Linked DNA regions of Macaca mulatta: region 2 is linked to region 1. Evidence: chromatin contacts called from public Hi-C data. All regions are on one chromosome and are shown on one strand. The core of a region is the stretch at or near the end of the contact, and the rest is flanking DNA. Distances in the headings are between cores, read along the strand shown.

Region 1 (3,129 bases), core at 287-2,786:
GGAGGTCCCACTTCATTGCAATCTGTGTGAATGCCACTCCCTGAATTGTGCAGGCACAGCCTCTGTGACTGAACACAGCAGCCCTGTACCTAAACAAACATGTATGTGCATTGCCACCCATGTGGACAGGCATAACCAGCTATATGCCACCAATGTGTCCCACATAACATCACACATGCAGACGTGCCAAGAGATATGACTACACGATACAGTCACATACATGTTCATGCTCCTGCCTCAGGGCCTTTGCACTTGTTCCCTCTGCCTGGAATGTGCTTGCAAATAACCATGTGACTCCCCTCTTTTATCTTCTTCAAGTTGCACTCAAAGGTTACTGTCTCAGTGAGGCCTTCCCTGACACACTCACATCCCCTCACACCAATTTTTCTAAAATTGCAATGGCTCCTCTACAGTTGGAATCCCCCAGCCCTGCTTTCTTTTTCTTCTTATTATCATCTGATATAATATCTATTTTCCTTTTTGTCATATTTAATGTCTATCTATCCCCACTAGAATATTAGCTCTACTCTGCCAGGGATTTTTGTTTGCTTTGTTCACTGCTGTGGTCTCAGCCTCTAGAACAATACCTGGCACGCAGTACGTGCTCAATAACTATTTGTTGAATGAATGAAAAAATCCAGGGAAGTGGGGATCTCTGAGGATGATTGAGACCAAATTTCCCACTACCCCAGCAAGAAGGCAACCTAGAGTCAGATGTAGATTGATGTCAAGAATTAAGGAACAATGCAAGGTGCATTGTAAGTGCTGTGAGAGTAGTATCTCATTTAATCCTCATAACAGTCCTATGAGGTACTAATGTCCACCTCATTTTACATTAGAGGGAACTAAGGCACTGAGAGGTTAACTCACTTGCCCAAAATGCCATAGCACAGAAGAGGCAAAGCTGAGACTCAGGCAACCTGGCTCCACACAGCCCAGACACTGAACACACACACACACACACAAACACACACACACACACACACACTTAGGTAGCATCACCAGTCCCTCCCAGCCTTCAAGCAACTCTCAGAAATGAGAACTCCCGGCCGGGCACAGTGGCTAATATCTGGAATCCCAGCACTTTGGGAGGCTGAGGTAGTCAGATCACTTGAGATCAAGAGTTTCAGACCAGCGTGGGCAACACGGTGAAACCCCTTCTCTACTGCAACTACAAAAATTAGCTGGGCATAGTAGCACATGCCTGTAATCCCAGCTACTCAGGAGACTGAGGCAGGAGAATCACTTGAACCCGGGAGGCGAAGGTTACAGTGAGCTGAGATTGCACCACTGCACTCCAGCTTGGGTGACAGAGCGAGACTCCATCTCAAAAAAAAAACAAACAGAAATGAGAACTCCCTCCTCCAAGACTGAGTGTTTAGGGTCCCCTCATTTCCCAGCCCCCCCTCCATTGTCCCCACTGCATCCCAGCCAAGAGCAAACCTGCGTCCCTGGTGACGCAGGAAGCTGTAGGCTGTCCAGTTGTCATGGCAACAGCCGCCAGTCCCTGTAAACAGTCTTGCCTCCTGGCTGCCTGGGTGAATCGCTCTCACCACCCTCAGACACTGTGCCCTGGGCCTTGCTGCACACTTGACCCATTCTGGGCGGCTGGGTGAGTCAAAGATCCAAATGTCCCTGCTGCTTCCCACCTGGGGGATTGGGGGACAGGGGGTGTAGAAGCAGAAAACCTGGGTCCCCATCACCCTTTCTGTTCCTTCTGGGCTGTGCCTTGAGGAGTCCCTTCTCTTCTCCAGGACTCAGGTCTCTCGTCCCTGCTTTATAGGGTGGTCATGAAGAGTTGATGAGTTCTTTTCTTCCTTCCTTCCTTCATTCAACAAATAATTATCGAACACCTACCATGTGCCAGGCAGCAGCCTAAGTGCTAGGGATATAGCAGTGACCAAGGCAGACCTGGTCCTCTGGGAGTTACAAGACAAACCAATTCTGGGAAGAAAATAATATAGACCGATGTGTATGATGGGGGAAAGAGGACAGGGCTACTTTTCTTAGGCGATCAGGAAAAGCCTCCCTGAGGAAGTACCATTTGAGCTAGACCAAAATGAGAAGATGGCCAAGCAAAGCGATGGGAAAAGAAGTATTCTAGGAAGCAAGTGCAGCGTGTGCAAAGGCCCGGAGGCAGCAATGACTCAGCCTATTTACAGGACAGAAGGCCCTTCTCTCAAAATAACGCTAGGAGGGCGGGCCCAAGGTGTGAACTCTGGTGCTACAGGTGGAGAAAGTGGACATTGACAAGGGCTGCCACGTGGGACAGCAGGAAGAGACGCTCTCATAGCCAGTTTTCACAGGTGCAGTTTCCAGCTCCTGGAGGGGCAGCCCTCAGACTTGGGGTCTGAGCTTCAGCACCAGGAAAAAGCAGAAAAGTAGCAATAACAGTACAACATATTCCAGATGCTTTGCATATATTAACTAGTTTAATCCTTACTACCCTAAGAGAGAGGTTACTGTGATGATTAACAGTACGGCTGAATACACACCTGGCTTCAAAGCCCGTGATCCCAGCCATCATGCTGGAAGCTCTGCAAATGAGCAAAGAGACTCAGTCCAAAGCCTCCAGGAGTGGTGGGGACAGTGGCGGATGTGGCCTGTGTAGAGGACTCCAGCTCCAGCCCATGTGGCAGTGTGTGGGAATGCAGATTCACAGTGGCAAGATGTTCTAATTTTCTAAAATAAGCCAGACTGTTGTGTGAACGCTCCTGATTTTAAAACGTTGACTCCATTGTTATTTTAAATATCAGACGCTCAAATAAGACAACGTCGTTCTAGACCTCCCGATGAAACCGGCTACATAATTTGTGGGGTTCAGGACAAAATGAAAATGCAGGGCCCCTTGTTCAAAAATTAAGAATGTCAAGCCAGCGACAGCAGAATGCTAAACCAAACTCAGCCTGCTTGTGAGTGTGGGGCCCTGTGCAAATGGCTGTGCATGTGCATGACACCAGCTCTGCCTCAAACATGGGCACTTCCTAAAATCTTGTTGAACGAAATGGAAGGAAGGGGCCAGGCACGGTGGCTCACACCTGTGATCCCAGCACTTTGGGAGGCCGAGGCTGATGGATCACTTGAGGTCACGAGTTCCAGACCAGCTTGGCCAACATGGTGAAACCCCGT
Region 2 (3,129 bases), core at 370-2,869, 140 kb before region 1:
GAAGTGCGGGACAGAATAGCAGCGAGCGCGGAGCCGAAGCTCAGCCCCGACTTGTTGATCTCGCCCAGGCAGCCGCCGCTGCCGCCGCGGGAGCAGAAGGAGGAGGAGGTGGAGGAGGCTCCGCGCGGCCGCGGTCCTGCCCCCGCGCCCCCGGCGCCCGCCCGCGTCCCCAGCTTCGGAGAGCGCGCCCCGGCCCCGCGGCGCCTGCAGCCCGGGCGCGTTGCCTGCCCGGCCGGGGTAGGCCCGGCCCAGCCCGGCCCCGGGACCGCCGCTGCCCACGGGCGGGGGCGCCCGGGCGGCCGGGACGATGCGCGGTCCCTGGCCCCAGGAGGCGGCCGCCCTGGGGGTGAGTGTTGGGGAGTACGGCCTTCCTTGGGGGTGCATGGGGACACGGGCAGGGGGCTTGCCTGCCGCAGCTCGGCCTGTTGGTCTGCTCGGGCTCCGCAGCTCCAGGCTGGAGGGGAGCGGGGTGGGAGGCAGGCAAGGGCTGGGGCCTGGGGGGGCGCGCGATCCCCTTTCTGGGGCTAAGGCGTGAGCCCTACATGCAGGGGGTGCTCACGGAAACCCCCCGAAATCACCAGTGCGCGGTAGGAGGATGGCACGTTTTGAAAAGGCCAGAAAATTTAGCTCATTTCCCCGCCTCCCACCTCCCCCACCCCTTCCCTTCCAAACCCGGGGAAAGGCGCAGAACCCGGAGTTATAAAAAGCCATCGCAGGAGAGGAACGAGGAGGAGGAGGAGGAGGAGGAGGAGGAGGAGGAGGAGGAGGAGGAGGAGGAGAAGGGGGCGGGGAAGGAGCGAGGGGCGGACGGAGCAGGCGGATCCTGAGGACTCTGCCCGCCCCTCCTGCGGTAGGGTTGGGGGCGCAGAGGGAGAGGCGAGAGTGGGCTTTTCCTCCTCGCGGCTCACCTCGTCGCTGGAGCGACCTCAGGAGATGCTCCGATGTTTGGGAAGAGGGGTCGCTCCAGGACAGAGGGGCTGTTGTGCACACTCCGTCTGTTGTGACCTCGGACAGGTGGGCACCTGGAACCCCCGGAATTCCCCCAAATCTTTTAAGATTTAGAAAAAAGCCCGCTGCCATTCCCCACCCCCAAAATCTTGATTATCTCGAGCAGGGGAAGGAAAAGAAGAGAACTCGTTAAAAAAAAAAAAAAAAGAAAAGAAAAAAGAAAGAAAGAAGAAGAAAGAAAGAAAGAAAGTTTTCATGCAGCTCCCCCTCTCTCCCCATGGTGGGGCCAGGTTCGGGACTCGATCGGGAGACCCATAAAGAATCGAGTTTCAGCACTCTAAGGGGCGGACAGCGCCCCGGGCGGCTGGGTCGCGCCTGGGCCGCAGAAGCCCGGGGTGGGGCCTCCCGGGCTCCAGGGGCATCTCTTGGGGCTCTCTCCCCGCCCCGAGGGGCAGCCCCTCCCTCCGTCCATGGGGTGGGGCGGACTTCAGCACCGGCTGGAGGGACAGCGCCCATCCGTCCTACCCCACTGAGCTGCTTAAGCGCGGGGAAGGTCAAGGCCGGCTGGGAGCCTAGTGGAGAGGTGGGGGGCGGGGGGACAGCATGCCTAGCTCCCCGTTTGCTGACCCGCGTCCGCTTTCGCTTTCTGCCTCGCAGCCGTCGGGATGGAGGTGAGAAGACGGCCGTGACGCGCGCCCGCGCGGCCCCCTGCACCCCCAGCAGCCCACAGCGCTCCCTGCCCCCCTCCCCCGCAGCAGCGGGCCTTGCCGTCGACTGACAGCGGCCTGGGGGGGCAGGGGGGGCGGGGGCGGCCGGATCAGCGATGCCGGCGGGCATGACGAAGCATGGCTCCCGCTCCACCAGCTCGCTGCCGCCCGAGCCCATGGAGATCGTGCGCAGCAAGGCGTGCTCTCGGCGGGTCCGCCTCAACGTCGGGGGGCTGGCGCACGAGGTGCTCTGGCGTACCCTGGACCGCCTGCCCCGCACGCGGCTGGGCAAGCTCCGCGACTGCAACACGCATGACTCGCTGCTCGAGGTGTGCGACGACTACAGCCTCGACGACAACGAGTACTTCTTTGACCGCCACCCGGGCGCCTTCACCTCCATCCTCAACTTCTACCGCACTGGGCGACTGCACATGATGGAGGAGATGTGCGCGCTCAGCTTCAGCCAAGAGCTCGACTACTGGGGCATCGACGAGATCTACCTGGAGTCCTGCTGCCAGGCCCGCTACCACCAGAAGAAAGAGCAGATGAACGAGGAGCTCAAGCGTGAGGCCGAGACCCTACGGGAGCGGGAAGGCGAGGAGTTCGATAACACGTGCTGTGCAGAGAAGAGGAAAAAACTCTGGGATCTACTGGAGAAGCCGAATTCCTCCGTGGCTGCCAAGGTGAGTCAGGGATCTGGGGGCTGCTGGGCTGGGGGGGATCTGCCTGCATCCCCATATTGAGGACCACTGCTGAAGGACTCTGGCTTCGTTCCCAAAGATGAATATTAGTGATGGGGAGGGGCTAGGATGAGTCCCCAGAGGTGAAGACCAACCCCCTCAGACTTTTCCCATGTGGCACTGGTCACTCCATCTTTTTATTATCCAAGACGTTATACCCCTACTTTGTTGGAGAGAAGGTTTTACAGGGACCCATAAAAAGCCACAGCAAGAAGATGGACACTAATGAATAAGAGAGAGAGCACAGAGAGACAACACAGGCTTGCTGGGGTGGAGTAGGGTTTGGTTCCCTGTGAAGTCCCAGACCTAGGCTGGATTGGGTCACCCTGTGATTTTAATATCTCCATATTTATAACCTCACTCTGCGCCAGGAAGGGAATAAAAGCAGCTTACAGACATGCTTACAGGACATTGAGATACTGTCAGGTAGTTTAAACATAAGAAGGGACCCAGAGGGGTGGGTGTGAACCCACATGAGACATGCAGTTGGTTGTGGATGCTTGTGGGTGAGGGGTCACCCCCTGGTTATTTATTTGGTGAGTTTATTTCAAGAATGGTTGGTGCAGCTTGTAAAGATGCTTCGGCTCTTGGAACAAGATGTAAATTTCAAAATAGGAGAGAAAAATGAGGCAATGTGAAAAATAAAGGAGGAGGAGGAGGAGGCAGGAATGAGTTTGAACACAAAGAGTGGGCCAGAGAGTCTTTGGTGCTGCTGGGTAATGGCAGGGGCTGGA

Evidence for each region. Hi-C and Micro-C count contacts between places; a contact is called where the count stands out from the background.
Region 2: a Hi-C map of fetal cortical plate shows a contact between it and region 1, with 2.3 times the contacts expected there. The contact joins the promoter of KCNB1 here to the enhancer-like site in region 1. A contact is called at or near these places in 8 of 14 Hi-C or Micro-C datasets (CD4 T cells, blood, cortical neurons and 4 more).

What each region holds. Positions count from the first base shown.
Region 1 is chr10:102,177,013-102,180,141 of T2T-MMU8v2.0, reverse strand. No RefSeq gene overlaps it. Among named protein-coding and RNA genes, the nearest start is that of ZNFX1, 67 kb to the right of the region's middle. Within about 2 kb of position 1,536, at least 9 of the 40 cell types and tissues checked have an H3K27ac peak or open chromatin away from gene starts, as enhancers often do. A contact at or near this core is called in fetal cortex germinal zone and fetal cortical plate, where this site is marked.
Region 2 is chr10:102,312,728-102,315,856 of T2T-MMU8v2.0, reverse strand. It overlaps KCNB1 (potassium voltage-gated channel subfamily B member 1), which reads left to right and starts at 1,619. Exons shown (of 2, transcript NM_001265653.1): 1 at 1,619-2,338. The coding sequence starts at 1,772. LOC114670500 (a long non-coding RNA gene) reads right to left here and starts at 1,683. Exons shown (of 3, transcript XR_003720162.2): 1 at 1,576-1,683; 2 at 909-1,022.